Linked DNA regions of Mus musculus: region 1 is linked to region 2. A link is a contact called in public Micro-C data. All regions are on one chromosome and are shown on one strand. The core of a region is the stretch at or near the end of the contact, and the rest is flanking DNA. Distances in the headings are between cores, read along the strand shown. Region 1 has its middle 31 kb from the start of Gm34297. Region 2 overlaps Gm8633 (predicted gene 8633).

The links. A called contact is a pair of places that touch in the nucleus more often than the background predicts.
Region 1: a Micro-C map of muscle stem cells shows a contact between it and region 2, with 2.5 times the contacts expected there. The contact joins two enhancer-like sites. A contact is called at or near these places in 1 of 15 datasets of contacts at CTCF or cohesin (the NIH/3T3 cell line) and 4 of 484 Hi-C or Micro-C datasets (the C2C12 cell line, adipose-derived mesenchymal stem cells, muscle stem cells and 1 more).

Annotation. Positions count from the first base shown.
Region 1 is chr10:98,502,794-98,510,132 of GRCm38.p6, reverse strand. No RefSeq gene overlaps it. Among named protein-coding and RNA genes, the nearest start is that of Gm34297, 31 kb to the left of the region's middle. Within about 2 kb of position 1,457, at least 61 of the 459 cell types and tissues checked have an H3K27ac peak or open chromatin away from gene starts, as enhancers often do. A contact at or near this core is called in the C2C12 cell line, the NIH/3T3 cell line, adipose-derived mesenchymal stem cells and 2 more, where this site is marked.
Region 2 is chr10:98,332,351-98,339,846 of GRCm38.p6, reverse strand. All of the region lies in intron 4 of Gm8633 (predicted gene 8633), which reads left to right. Among named protein-coding and RNA genes, the nearest start is that of Gm8633, 16 kb to the left of the region's middle. Within about 2 kb of position 6,211, at least 82 of the 459 cell types and tissues checked have an H3K27ac peak or open chromatin away from gene starts, as enhancers often do. A contact at or near this core is called in the C2C12 cell line, the NIH/3T3 cell line, adipose-derived mesenchymal stem cells and 2 more, where this site is marked.

The DNA of each region.
Region 1 (7,339 bases), core at 208-2,707, 180 kb before region 2:
TTCACTTAATGGAAATAAAGCTTCTTAAAAGCTGTGACTGGGAAATCGGGGTCTCTTGAAAAATCACAAGAAACGTTGCTTAGTACGAATTAGTTTGGGTTGGCTAGGTTATAGTGCAATGAGGAATGTCATACCCTTACACACGTAAGGTTTCTCAATGATTGGCTAGGGTCTTTAGGTTCCCTTGTCATTATTGGCCACACTTGGTGATTCTTTTTATATCCAGAATATTACCGTTAAGTAGAAGTGAAACAAAGGAGCTTATGGAAGCATTCAGAGTGTTTAATAAACCTTCTGCTTGGAAATGACTCTCATAATACGCATTCGTTGGCCAAAGGGAATCATATGGACACAGTTGACCTCATTATGATGCAATGGGAAGGGGTATGGAAATAAGTCATCTTATAGTCCTTATGCTCCAGGTACTTACAAGAATTTCATTCATTATATAGTCTAAATATAGCATCAAATGTAATTACCAAGATACATTTATTAATTTTTACTCTGTGCTAATATAGGTGGCCTTGATTTATGAAAATGGATACAGATGGTGCCTGATTTCCAATGGTTTGTCATGTTGTCTTTCAACTCCATGAGGGTAGGAGGTAATATGCATTTGTTAAAAAGAATGCCTTGAATTTTGATCTTTACTTGAGCTAGCAATATATAGTACTACACTCTCTTAGAGTACTATATCTCTTGATAGATGGTGACAGGGAACTTCATCTCCCGATAGCTGTGCAGTCATAAGGAGAAACCACTGATAAACTGTAATGCACTATGTTGCTGACCCAGCTATACTGAAAGCACTTGAGAGGGTGAGGGAGGAAGGGATCAATTGTAAGAGAATAGGGCATTTTATAAACAAACACTCAAGTCAATTGGGTAACGTTTCTATGTATGAAAATATATCTTATGAGTATGTCTGAGTGTCAGAAAAAGACTAGTCAGATTTATTGAGAACCTGATAAGTTGGCCTTCACTATTTCTCTTAAAATTGACATTCCCTCTCTCCGTTTATCCCTCCACAGACAATCAGACATCATTCCCTGCTCTTTCCAGGAAGTGGTAAGCTTTTCAGCAGTCTGCAACCAGTATAATCCTGCTTCTAATTTTAGGGGTTTAAATCCTGGCTTCAAAGGTCCTCAGGCAGTAGACTGAGGAGATTGCAGGGAGTGGAGAGGATTAGCCTTGGGTAGCTGCATGACAAAGCTGTCTCTTCATTCCAGATAAGAGCGAGAGAGGCTGCGATGGATGATTCCTTTCACATACATCTGTCTTCCAGACCTCTTCATGAACTCAAAGGGCTGAAAATGACTCCCTGACAGTACACCCACTTTTGCATTCTACCGCTTCCTTTCATTTCTGTGCTGGAATGTGAACGGGGTGGGGAATGGGGTCTAATCTTGTGTCCTGATGCACAGTGAAATTTCACCACTGGGATTTTCATCATGGTGTGTCATCATGCAGTCACACCCAGTGACACATCCAGCCACTCCACCCCACCCAGTGGGTGGGAGAATAGCTCCCATATCCTTTCACACTTTGAGGAAAGACCTCAACATTTTTTTTTTTTTTTTTTTACACTGCATACTGGGATGACTCACAGAAGATGTTTTTATCAGCATCCTTCAACTGAGGCACCCTGAGTTTGTGTACTTGAAGTCTGAATGCAAGTCGCTGTGTGCTTTGACAGAAACGCAAGCCCCCTCCTTGAGTGTTGGATTACGTGTGTTTACACTAGTCCTCCCTTGGGATTTCTTTTTTGGGATACTGATTTGGTAAGGAGGAAAATGGCCTTAATTATTTCCTCTCTAAAACTCTGTTAGGCACCTGCATTGAATACAGGTGTTTTGTATTTAATTTACTTAAAGAAACAAAGGGACCAGCAACCAGTACTATTGCCATTTTTTTTCTATTAACTTTATTAAGATGAGAAAGCATGTTTTTGTGGTCTCAAGTAGTGAGAGCAAAAAAAAAATTCCCTTAATATCTACAAAGCTTAATATTCTCTCTCTCTCTCTCTCTCTCTCTCTCTCTCTCTCTCTCTCTCCCTCCTGTCTGTCTCTGTTTTCCTCTCTTTCCTCCCTCAAATTGTTTGTTGTCTATAGCTTTTTCTATAGAGATGGCCCCTGTGAGGTTTCTCCCATCTACGCAAGGATGCCGACTCTTGTTGAAATGTTCAGGTCCTGTTTAGGCAATCATGTTGTTGAGATCTCATAGATATTTTCCCGTCATAGTGAATGTTATCCAATAAAGTGGTCAGCTCAAGACACATATCCATGCAAGGAACACTGCACGGACTCATCAGTGTGTGTGTGTGTGTGTGTGTGTGTGTGTGTGTGTGTGTGTGTGTGTGTATTAACAATGGTTAAAGAACAAGAAGTTGTGAATTAAGAAAGGAGGTTGAACATAGGAGGAGTAGGAGAAAGAAAGTTGTAATGAGATTTATAAAAGACTCTTTTTTTAATGTCTAAAGTAAACACTCACAAGCACATACACTCGCTAAAAGCTCCTGAGGCCAGCAAAGGCTTACAGAGTGAGGGCATCTCACAATGAAATGAAAGCTTAAATCTAAACACTCTAACACTGCATGTGTTCATCTTCCACAGGACATTATACCATGTTAGGACAATGTGTTTAGCTGTCTTTCCTCTGACAAGATAGAGTACAACTCACGAAAGTACGAGAGGGGGTTACTATGTTGTCTTAATTATATCTTTATACACATTAGATGAGAGCATTGCTCTATAGAACACTATTCCTTGGCAAGACACAAACTCTTCAGTGTAATTTTACCTTTGAAGTCCCTTGTGCATATTTTTGAGACAGTTCATTGGAAACTTTACCATTATTTCTACAATTTAGATAATAAAAATATAAAGTGCTTCTCAAATAACTAATTTCAGGAGTCAATTCTAGTCGACTCCATGCTGAAAGTGAAATGTGTTTAATTTTTATGTTTGGTTGGGGCCCTGCTCAGATAAAATATTACCTAAAACTAGAATCATGACAAAACCCACATAATCAGAAATATTCATTTTCTCAAAAAAGCCCTACTTATTTGAGATGGTAGCTGGTAATAAAAATGGCTAATATGAGTGCAATGCTTACTGTGATCTGGGAACTTTACAACACTTTAAATTACTTCTCTTTCAAATGAGAACCTCCATACGTAGAAACTATATAAGATGAGGAACCTGAACCATGTCCTCACGGTGGCTAATTGACAAATGGAGATTGAGATATGTTAGCCACTCTTCTATCTTTGGTTGTGAGCCTAGCCTTTAACAGCTTAGCCATCTCTCCAGCCCTTGTAATAAGAACATATGCTCCACTATGTTCATAGCAGCCTTATGTATAATAGCCAGAAGCTGAAAAGATCCCAGATGTCCTTCAGCAGAGGAATGGATACAGAAAATGTGGTACACTTACACAATGGAGTACTACTCAACTATTAAAAGCAACGACTTCATGAAATTTGGAGACAAATGGATGGAACTAGAAATTATCATCCAGAGTGATATAACCCAATCATAAAAGAACACACATGATATGCACTCACTGATAAGTGGATATTAGCCCAAAAGCTCGGAATATCCAAGATACAATTCACAGACCACATGAAGCTCAAGAAGAAGGAGGACCAAAGTGTGGATGCTTCAGTGCTTCTTAGAAGTGGGAACAAAATATTCACAGGAGGAAATATGGAGACAAAGTGTAGAGCAGAGACTGCCCTACCTGGGGATTCATCCCATATATAGTTGCCAAACCCCAACACTATTGTGGATGCTGGGAAGTGCTTGCTGACAGGAGCCTGATATGGCTGTCTCCTGAGAGGCTCTGACAGAGCCTGACAAATACAGAGGTGGATGCTTGCAGCCAACAATTGGACTAAGCATATGGGGGAGTTGGACAAGGGACTGAAGGAACTGAGTGGGTTTGCAGCCCTGTGGCAGGAGCAACAGTATCAATCGGCGAGTCACCTCCCCTCTCCCCCAAACTCCGAGGACTGGACCACCAACCAAAGAGTACACATGCAGGAACCCATGGCTCCCGCTGCATATGTGGCAGAGGATGGCCTTGTTGGACCTCATGGGGAGGAAACAGCCCTTGGTCCTATGGGAGTTTGATACTCCAGTGTAGGAGAATGCCAGGGCAGGAAGGCAGGAGTGGGTGACTGGGTGGGGGAGCACCCTCATAGTGGCAGGGGAGGGAGGATGGGATAAGGGGTTTCTAGAGGGGAGACCTGGAGAGAGGATAACATTTGAAATATGACTAAAGAGAAATCCAATAAAAAAAATCCAGTAGTTACAATTTTGCATCACTAACAGTGAACTTCTCCCAACCTTCTGCAACCACAACAGCATCATGTTCAGGCACACCTCTGAAGTTCCTCTGGGGTGTACCTCCTTTGGTTTCAGTCTCCAAAGCTTGAATTTAGATTTCGATGAGGTTGGGGTTGGGTCTTGGTAAAAATTTCAGAGCAAAATCCCCACTCGTAAACTTTTCAGTTCTGTGGAATGAAGTTCTGAGTGACAGATGACACTGGGCCATCGTGCATTTGTTACTGGGAAACAATTTCAATGTGACCGCCATGATGGCAAGGGAAGTCCTGACATACAAAATAGGGAAGCTGGGAATTCATCACAGTAAAAATGGGTGGTTTACACTTTGATCTAGCAGGTAACTTCGTTGCAACATTTTTCAACGTATTGAGCAGAAATAAAAAAAAAAAAGAAAAGAGCAAGGAGTCTTTCCATGATTATAATACATCAGGCATATGACAGATGACGAAAATTAAGGTGGTTGGTTATTAATTAGAAATATAACTCAAGAAAAGTAAATTATAAATTTACAGAGATTAAAATGATGAGCCACCAAACTGATACCTCAGAAATGATAAGGAACCCTGGAAACGGTGGCATATCGTAGCAGGACGAGATGATTTGGCTCAAGGTAGGAAGGCTGATGCTCTTTTCTAGAAAAAGTAACAGCTTGTACGTCAGAAAAATCACTAAAAATGAGCTGATATGAAAGTGGGGTTTACAGGCGTTTATATCATTGGATATAAAAAAAATAGAAGTGAAATTATGAATTCAGTTACTGAGGAAGGTCCTGAAGCCTTAGCCCAGAACCATCTGCAATTCTCTCTCTCTCTTTCTGTGAGTGTGTTGGACGAGTGAAGCTTAAGTTGTATTAAGTAAAGTAATTCTATAATTCTATGCCTAGATGTTGAGAACATGAACCATCGTGTATGATGGCAAGATCACCTATCAATATTCTTGGGGTAGAAAAGAAGCTTATATACTTTACACCAACCCTTCTGTGATTGAGGAAGGCTGAGCCAATGGTAGGGCTGCTGTGTGTATAGAACGAGAAAGGGAGAGAACACAGTGGCCAACTAAGCATGGTGTTGATTTAACCTTCATAGGAGATAGTGAGCAAACACATTTGTTTTACATATCATGAGCAAATACACAAAGGTGACTTCAGTGTTTGTTCACGATTACAGAATCAGGAAAGGCTGCACATGGCTTCAAACTTGAGCTTTCTTTGACTTGAGTCCTTTTTTTTTTTTTTTTTTTAACACTTACATATTAACCATGGCATAGGCTAAACAGAAAGGTCTAAAGGAAAAAAAAAAAAGAATATTCACCATGAAGCTTAGCTGCAATGAGAAACAAGAGGAAACTTTCTTTAAAACATGTGAGGGAAAAACAAAACGAAATAAAACAAGGCAACCAAAAGAACAGCAACAGAGTTCTCTTGGAAAACTCCCTACTTCCTATTCCTTCTCACGGGAGAGTGGAATTTATTTGTTTCAGGATTTCATAGAGTTTGTCCTTGACTTGCTTTCCTTCAGTGTGGAGAGACACTTGAGCTATTGGGGATGTCCTTAGATGAGCTAGTAACTTGTGATGTATGGGGGAAATCCTCCCATTTCCCCAAAGCAGAGGTCTAGAAGCAAGTTGAATCCTCCCCACCCTCTTGGGATATGACCATAGCGTCTACAACTCATAGAACAAGGAGTCATTGGAAAAGTGAATAATGACATCATGTTTTCTATGTTTCAGGGTCTGGGACTTTCTAGACGCAATAATTAATCGTACCAAGCATGAAAAGTACTAGCTTGAATTTCTATAAGAATATGATGAAGTGTTTTAATGTTGTGTTATTTAACCTTCAAAAGAAAAAATTTCCAGCTGCTAATAGTGTGCAGACCAGAGGGGTTGGGGTGGGGGTGGGATAAAACTGAATGACATTTCAGGACTTTAAGGGACTGTTTTTCAATAATACTGTGTCAAGTTGAAAACTGTCCCTACACATCTCCAGAAGATGCCCTTGTGCTAATTAATCTCTGGGTTCTGTGACTGTTAGCTTTCAAAAGGACATCTAGATGTGGTTCAGGCACTACATCCAAATGACCAGATCCCAAGTGGATTTTCTAGATAGACTTTTGATGTTACCAATTTCTTCCTTGTATGTTTTTAATGTGTATGTGTGCATGCTCCTGTGTACAAGTGTAGAGTCATGTACCATAGCACATATGTGGAAGTCAGAGGTCAACCTCAAGTCTTGGGCCTTGCTTTCTGTTTTGAGGCAAGGCCACTTTTTGGTCCCTGTTGCAGTGAGAAACTTAGTTAGCCTGGGGATGTCTGGAGGATGTTTTCATCTCCCTTTTTCTTATTTACTGTAGTCAATTTGGATTACAGATAGGCATCGGTGCCTCCAGTTTACCTGGGTTCTGGACAACTTGACTATGTGATTGTTTCTACGCTGGGTGCAACTTTAGATCATCAGATTAAGATAAAAAAGTAAATGACTCATTTTCACCATTGAGTTTGTGGACGAATCCATATATATTCTAATTTGAATCAAATGGCAAAACCAATTTCTTTGAAGGAACAGTTTTTGCTATGTTAGTGTTCAAGGCTGGATGAAGCTGCTAAGTTCGTGCCTGGTTCCCATTCTGCTTTCCAGTTTGCACTGCAAATGAAATTTCAGAAAGACTGTTTTCTTCTTTGTTTCTCTGGGAGTTGGCCCAGGAATGGTTAAAAGAGTCCCCTTCACTAGTAAGTAACATCGATTGTGACCCAGAGTCACATTGGAAATCCAAGACTGAGGCACCAACTGTCAGTTCTCCATTGCCCTACCTGTCATTCAGTCAAATATACTTTCTCGAGGTTGCTCAGCCTCTGCTTTTAATTCTAGTTTCCATTCATGCTACAGAGGAGACGCTCACTGGCTTGTCTGGTGGGCATTTGGCTTGTGTGAGTTGAGATTCATGAGTTCATTGGAATGAAAGGAGACATGGGCTAAAACCAATGCAAACATT
Region 2 (7,496 bases), core at 4,962-7,461:
CAATATTTTTGTATCTATTGAGGCCTGTTTTGTGACCAATTATATGGTCAATTTTGGAGAAGGTCCCGTGAGGTGCTGAGAAGAAGGTATATCCTTTTGTTTTAGGATAAAATGTTCTGTAGATATCTGTCAGGTCCATTTGTTTCATAACTTCTGTTAGTTTCACTGTGTCCCTGTTTAGTTTCTGTTTCCACGATCTGTCCTTTGAAGAAAGTGGTGTGTTGAAGTCTCCCACTATTATTGTGTAAGGTGCAATGTATGCTTTGAGCTTTACTAAAGTGTCTCTAATGAATGTGGCTGCCCTTGCATTTGGTGCATAGATATTCAGAATTGAGAGTTCCTCTTGGAGGATTTTACCTTTGATGAGTATGAAGTGTCCCTCCTTGTCTTTTTTGATAACTTTGGGTTGGAAGTCGATTTTATCCGATATTAAAATGGCTACTCCAGCTTGTTTCTTCAGTCCATTTGCTTGGAAAATTGTTTTCCAGCCTTTCACTCTGAGGTAGTGTCTGTCTTTTTCCCTGAGATGGGTTTCCTGTAAGCAGCAGAATGTTGGGTCCTGTTTGTGTAGCCAGTCTGTTAGTCTATGTCTTTTTATTGGGGAATTGAGTCCATTGATATTAAGAGATATTAAGGAAAAGTAATTGTTGCTTCCTTTTATTTTTGTTGTTAGAGTTGGCATTCTGTTCTTGTGGCTGTCTTCTTTTTGGTTTGTTGAATGATTACTTTCTTGTTTGTTCTAGGGCATGATTTCCGTCCTTGTATTGCTTCTTTTCTGTTATTATCCTTTGAAGGGCTGGATTCGTGGAAAGATATTGTGTGAATTTGTTTTTGTCGTGGAATACTTTGGTTTCTCCATCTATGGTAATTGAGAGTTTGGCCGGGTATAGTAGCCTGGGCTGGCATTTGTGTTCTCTTAGTGTCTGTATAACATCTGTCCAGGCTCTTCTGGCTTTCATAGTCTCTGGTGAAAAGTCTGGTGTAATTCTGATAGGCCTTCCTTTATATGTTACTTGACCTTTCTCCCTTACTGCTTTTAATATTCTATCTTTATTTAGTGCATTTGTTGTTTTGATTATTATGTGTCGGGAGGAATTTCTTTTCTGGTCCAGTCTATTTGGAGTTCTGTAGGCTTCTTGTATGATCATGGGCATCTCTTTTTTTATGTTTGGGAAGTTTTCTTCTATTATTTTGTTGAAGATATTAGCTGGCCCTTTAAGTTGAAAATCTTCATTCTCATCAATTCCTATTATCCGTAGGTTTGGTCTTCTCATTGTGTCCTGGATTACCTGGATGTTTTGAGTTAGGATCCTTTTGCATTTTGTATTTTCTTTGACTGTTGTGCCGATGTTCTCTATGGAATCTTCTGCACCTGAGATTCTCTCTTCCATTTCTTGTATTCTGTTGCTGATGCTCGCATCTATGGTTCCAGATCTCTTTCCTAGGGTTTCTATCTCCAGCGTTGCCTCGCTTTGTGTTTTCTTTATTGTGTCTACTTCCCCTTTTAGTTCTAGTATGGTTTTGTTCATTTCCATCACCTGTTTGGATGTGTTTTCCTGTTTTTCTTTAATGATTTCTACCTGTTTGGCTCTGTTTTCCTGCTTTTCTTTAAGGGCCTGTAACTCTTTAGCAGTGCTCTCCTGTAATTCTTTAAGTGACTTATGAAAGTCCTTCTTGATGTCCTCTATCATCATCATGAGAAATGTTTTTAAATCTGGGTCTAGATTTTCGGTTGTGTTGGGGTGCCCAGGACTAGGTGGGGTGGGAGTGCTGCGTTCTGATGATGGTGAGTGGTCTTGATTTCTGTTAGTAGGATTCTTACGTTTGCCTTTCGCCATCTTGTAATCTCTGAAGCTAGCTGTTTTAGTTGTCACTGTTAAGAGCTTGTTCTTCAGGTGACTCTGTTAGCCTCTATAAGCAGACCTGGAGGGTAGCACTATCCTTAGTTTCAGTGGACAGAGTATTCTCTGCAGGCAAGCTCTCTTCTTGCAGGGCAGGTACCCAGATATCTGGTGTTCGAACCAGACTCCTGGCAGAAGTTGTGTTCTACTCACTAGAGGTCTTAGGATCTCGTGTGGAATCCTGTGTGGGCCCTTGCGGGTGTCAGGCGACTCCGCTGGCAAGGTAGCCCGGGGCTCGAGTGGAGTGGAAGAGGATTTGTGCCCCAGATCAAGCCCGGGTAGCCTGCTTCCCTATGTACAGCAGTCTCAGGTTCCGCACGATTGGATTGGGGCAGGCGCTAAGTTCCACTCACCAGAGGTCTTAGGATCCCGTGGGGAGTCCCGTGTGGGCCCTTGCGGGTGTTGGGCAAGACTATGCTGGCAAGGTAGCCCGGGGCTCGAGTGGAGCTGAAGGGGCTTGTGCCCCAGATCAGGCCCGGGTAGCCTGCTTCCCTATGTACTGCAGTCTCAGGTTCCGCGCGATTGGATTGGGGCAGGCGCTGTGTTCCACTCACCAGAAGTCTTAGGATCCCGTGGGGAGTCCCGTGTGGGCCCTTGCGGGTGTTGGGCAAGACTCTGCTGGCAAGGTAGCCTGGGGCTCGAGTCCCCTCTCACAATATTTAATGATTCTGAAGAAATATATCACTTGTATGCCACATTTCTGCCTTCTATCTCTATGGTGACTCATTTTAAAAAGGAAAATGTTCTCTTTTAAAACAAGTTAAATGTAGAACATGATTTGACTATGTTGTTTTGTTTGTTTGTTTGTTTGTTTTGTTTTGTTTTGTTTTTCAAGACAGGGTTTTTCTATGTATTCCTGGATGTTCTGGAACTCACTCTGTAGACCATGCTGGCCTCGAACTCAGAAATCTGCCTGCCCCTGCCCCCCAAGTGCTGGGACTAAAGGTGTGCACCACCACGCCCAGCTTGACTATGTGGTTTGATTCTTTTCCTACTCTGGTTTGTATGCTTGTCTCTTCTGGTATCTTCTTAAATGTGTGAAAATAATTGTTATGTGAAGAACTTCTGACTTGCGCATGATGCTTCTGAAATAACATCCAGTTTGTGATCTATTGAATGGCTACAAAGACAAAATTTCACGGAGAGAGAGAGAGAGAGAGAGAGAGAGAGAGAGAGAGAGAGAGTGTTCAACACATCCAGAATAAAGGTTTGATTAAAAATGTAGAAATATAACATGTATAAAGTTGAAAACAAAATACCTCAAGGAACATAGTATTTTTATATAGTTTTCATGTTAACTTCAAACATTTTTGGGAGGACAGGCCAGCTTAGTATTCACTGTAGCCTTTACTTCTTATGAATGATCCAGAAAACCAATTTTCTTTCTGTCAGTTGGCCTTGATGTTCTCTGTTATCTAAAAATCATAATTTCCTTAGATGTTTCTGTTCCCTTGCTCCTAAGGGTAGGTGAAATCTCCATTGCCACTTTTATTCTTTAACACTATCCCATGTTGCAATGTTGTGTTTACATATTATGATATTTTGTATATACATGTATTATGTATGCATGCATATATGCCTGTTTCTATGTGTGTGGGCATATACGTGTGAGCATGAATGTGGAGGTATAAAGTTGACGATGTGTGTGTGTCCCTCATTATTCCATATTTTGTATTTAGGTGGATCCTCATGTTGAAATGGGAGATTTCCCACTCTGCTAATCTAGCTAGCTATCTGCTTAGACACTCCTTTTCCCAGACCCTGTGCTCAGTGGTCCTCACTACCTGTTTAGGTTTTAAATGGGTTCTGTGGTTCCAAACTCTGTCCTTACATTTGTGCAGAAAATGCATTACCAACAGAGATATCTACCCAGTCATGATGATATATAATTTAACAACTTAATAACTAAATACTGTCCCTCTACAGCAAGAGAGAAATGCAGTCAGAAATTATACGTATTTTAACAACATCCATCCATAAGATAATATGGATTTAACACATATTCACAAACCATGGAATAAATAAAAAGTTAGTAAGAAAAATAATTAAATTATGCTTTATTTTGAATTATATTTCACTAGACTATGAGTATGGCATACTTTTTGAAGCTCTCTGCATGTTTAGTGAACATCCTGGGTTTCTGATCTACTCAGGCACTGAAGACAATGCAATGAATACAATCATATACAATATCTATTATTATGAAGCTTTTAGGACCAGCTAGAGAATAAAAATACATATATTAAGTGAATCTTAGAAATAGCATTATATAGGTGATCAAAGCTGTAGGAAGAGTATGAGACACTGTGTGAGAGAAAACTAGAAGTCTGCTTTAAATTGTAGTTAAGGTAGTTACTCTGAAATACTTTATGTGGTTTATGATTTTGCTTTGCTTTTATGTGTAATCTTTATGTCTCATGTAAAGAAACACAATAGTAATAAGAAAGATTAAACCTATTTGTCTTTTCTCAAAATGATAACTTAATGTATAGCATACAGTAGTGGCTTATTACATTCATAGCAATTGGAAATACATTCTGCTCAAATTGATAGAAACTTAAGGAACAGCAACTGAAGAAATTTCTACTGCCTAAATTTCTACTGTCCCTAAAAGTTTCATAATAATAGATATTGTATACAATTGTATTCCTTGCTTTGCCTTCAGTGCCTGAGCAGATCAGAACCCAGGGTTGTTCACTAAACAGACATTGCTAGGAAAAAATTTATTGATAATCCAGCTCATGGATGGTAATTTTAAAATCCAAATCTCATGGGAGTTCAAGATAGCCCCACTAGTTATATTCGAAGCCTCTCCATGAAAGGTGGTCCAAATGAGCTATATGATTGTGACTGATGCTCAGCAGTTATTAAAAGTAGTTAATTCTCTTTTCAAGTTAATATAATTTAAGCAAACTCTTGGAAAGAGTCAGCTATGGTATACTCTTTGAAAGATCAACAATTCCGGTCAATGGCTAATATAATGAATTGAAATTATCATTTATTCTATTCCTGTTCCTTCTCTCATATGTCCTTTATTCAGCTGAGATCCAACCTAAATACCTAGCTAGTGAACTTGTCTGTTACTAGACTGGCAGATATCAGAACAGAGGAGAAGTGTTGATTGGTAGGTGAGAGATATAAGTTTAAAAACAAAACAAAACAAAACAAAACACAAAACCAGGAGCTGATTTCACAGTGTAGAAGTAGAATTACCTTTTTATTTCACTCTCTTGAGGGAAAGAAAATATTTCCTCACTATTTTGGTTCAGTTAAATCCTAAAACTGCAGTGTGATGGCTGAAATTCTTTATTAATTTACTTCTGCTCTGTACTTAGAAATAAAGAACTAAGCCTTTAATTAGCTTAACAACAAGGTTCATGTATTTTTTATTCTCTACTTGAACATATGTCATTAAGATATATAGATGTAGATATAGATATGCATTATAGGTATAGGTGTAGACATAGATGTAGATTACAAGTATAGGTATATTGTGTTAGTTATGTGAGGTGCTTGCCATGGAGCATGTGCAGGCGTGTGAGGACGGTTCTGCCATGCTTCCTCCATTCCTGTGGGTTCCAGGGTCAAACTCAGCAGGTCAGGCTTTGAATCCCAGGGGCAAGTTTCTTTATCTGTTAAGCGTTATCATCATCTCTAATTTAGTATTGCTCTTTCCTGTAGAAGGATTTAGATGGATATTGATGTATAACAACGCTGCTTACCGATATAATAATTCAAGTGTCAGAAAACCCTTTGTTGTTAATATATAAATTATTATCTAATTATATTTTCCTACTATAAGAAAATAATTCTCTGAGTGACTTGGACAATGTAAAGTTGGGGGAAAATTTCTATCCTTAACTTTGGGAATAGATGTCGGTAATTCCAGTGAGGCTTCCAAATCCAGATGACCCAGTTCATTTTATTTCAGGGCAATGAGCAGATGGTGAATGTTCTCAGTCTATCTGGCATTAACGTGCACTCTGTCACCATAAGACTTAACAGTGGCAGATGGCAGTTATGTTAGCAAACATTCAGTTGTCCCTGCTCCATTCTGCCCTTAGGACCGAGGAAGGCCCAGCCATGGCTCAAAGCTGAGTCTCCACTAATCCTGAGGAGAGAATGTCAAGCCACCGGAAGCCCTCACTTATGTGAGCTTTCCGGGCAGCAGGTACAGCTGGGCCCTCTTCAAAGGCTTGTGGATGCCCTGGCCTCCGTGTGAAATCCTTTCAACTATCCAGTGACATCCCAGGACCTGGCTGAACAAATCTATGGGATGGGTGGGGTTTCTCACCCTCTGTGGAAAGTTGCCCGGATATTTAAGGACAGCCTTTCTTGGCCTCTGTGGACTTTGCTGAATAGTAATGCAATGAGCCATCTTTAGCAGAGTGTTTTTCAATAACATGAGTCACTAGATGGTTTTGGTTACTGAATGAAAACATTAAGAAAATCCTGTGATTTTCACACCCACCCCCAACCCAAGGACACTCTCTACTTTCTGGAATCTAGGTGGGAATATGTCACATGGGATTCTGCAAAGTTGTTGGTGACATCCTAATTGCAGCATACCTGGTATAAGATGACAATAGCTCTTATTATTTTTTTAAAGTAACTGAATTACTACATCAGTAAATTAAGACTATGAAGATACTGTCTTGAGAAATGTTCAAAGTCTGACAGAATCTATAATGTCCATTTGTTTTAGGATCTTGCAAAGTACATTCTATAGTAACACATTTAGGAAATGCATTCAAAGAATGTCTGAGAGACTATCAAACCATTTATCTCTGCTTTATGGGCAGATACTTTTCACGTATAAGATTTTACATTTCTAATCGTTTGAACAACCTCTTTTGACTCTGCTAGCTCTTAATCCTAAGCAGATCAGATGGGCAAAGCCTAACCAAGACAAAAGCAACTGATAGCTTAAATTGCACACATTCAGCAATGCAGACTTGTTACCAACAGACCTCTGAGCTATGCCAGAAAAGACATTAGATCATTCACATCTGAGTTGGGAAATGGAGCTAAAGGGCAATGCTGCAGGCTTATTATTCATTGCAGCTTGAAACATATGTAAGGATAAAGCCTTTCGATCCTGGTCACAGCCTGACTCACCAGCTTACCCATGACTCGTAGCCATAAGCTGCAATCTGTTTCTGGACTCAGGTCCTGCATGACTGGAGTGAAGTGCAAACCTTTTAACAGCTCACACGGCTCTCTCGACACTGGTCATGTTGCTCTGGGTACTTTAACAGTCTATGTGTGCTAGCTTTTAGGAAGTGGAAAGTGGCTGCCTTAAATGTGTTGGCAAAGTATCAAGATGGCTTAGGAGGGAGCAATGTCAGTCTTTGAGCAAAACATTGGGGGTACGTTAGACACACATGTTAGGACAGGTAGTCCTTTTCTAAAGATTTAGATAGCTAAATGTATTGACTAAAACAAGGTGCATTTAGAGGCGTGTTAGAACAAACTTATCTAACCTAATTGGCTCAGGTTGTTTTTTTTTTTTAAATTTCAATGGCACATTCATAAACACATCACAGTCTCATATAGATGTGTATGCATACATATGCACATGTATTTATTTGATTT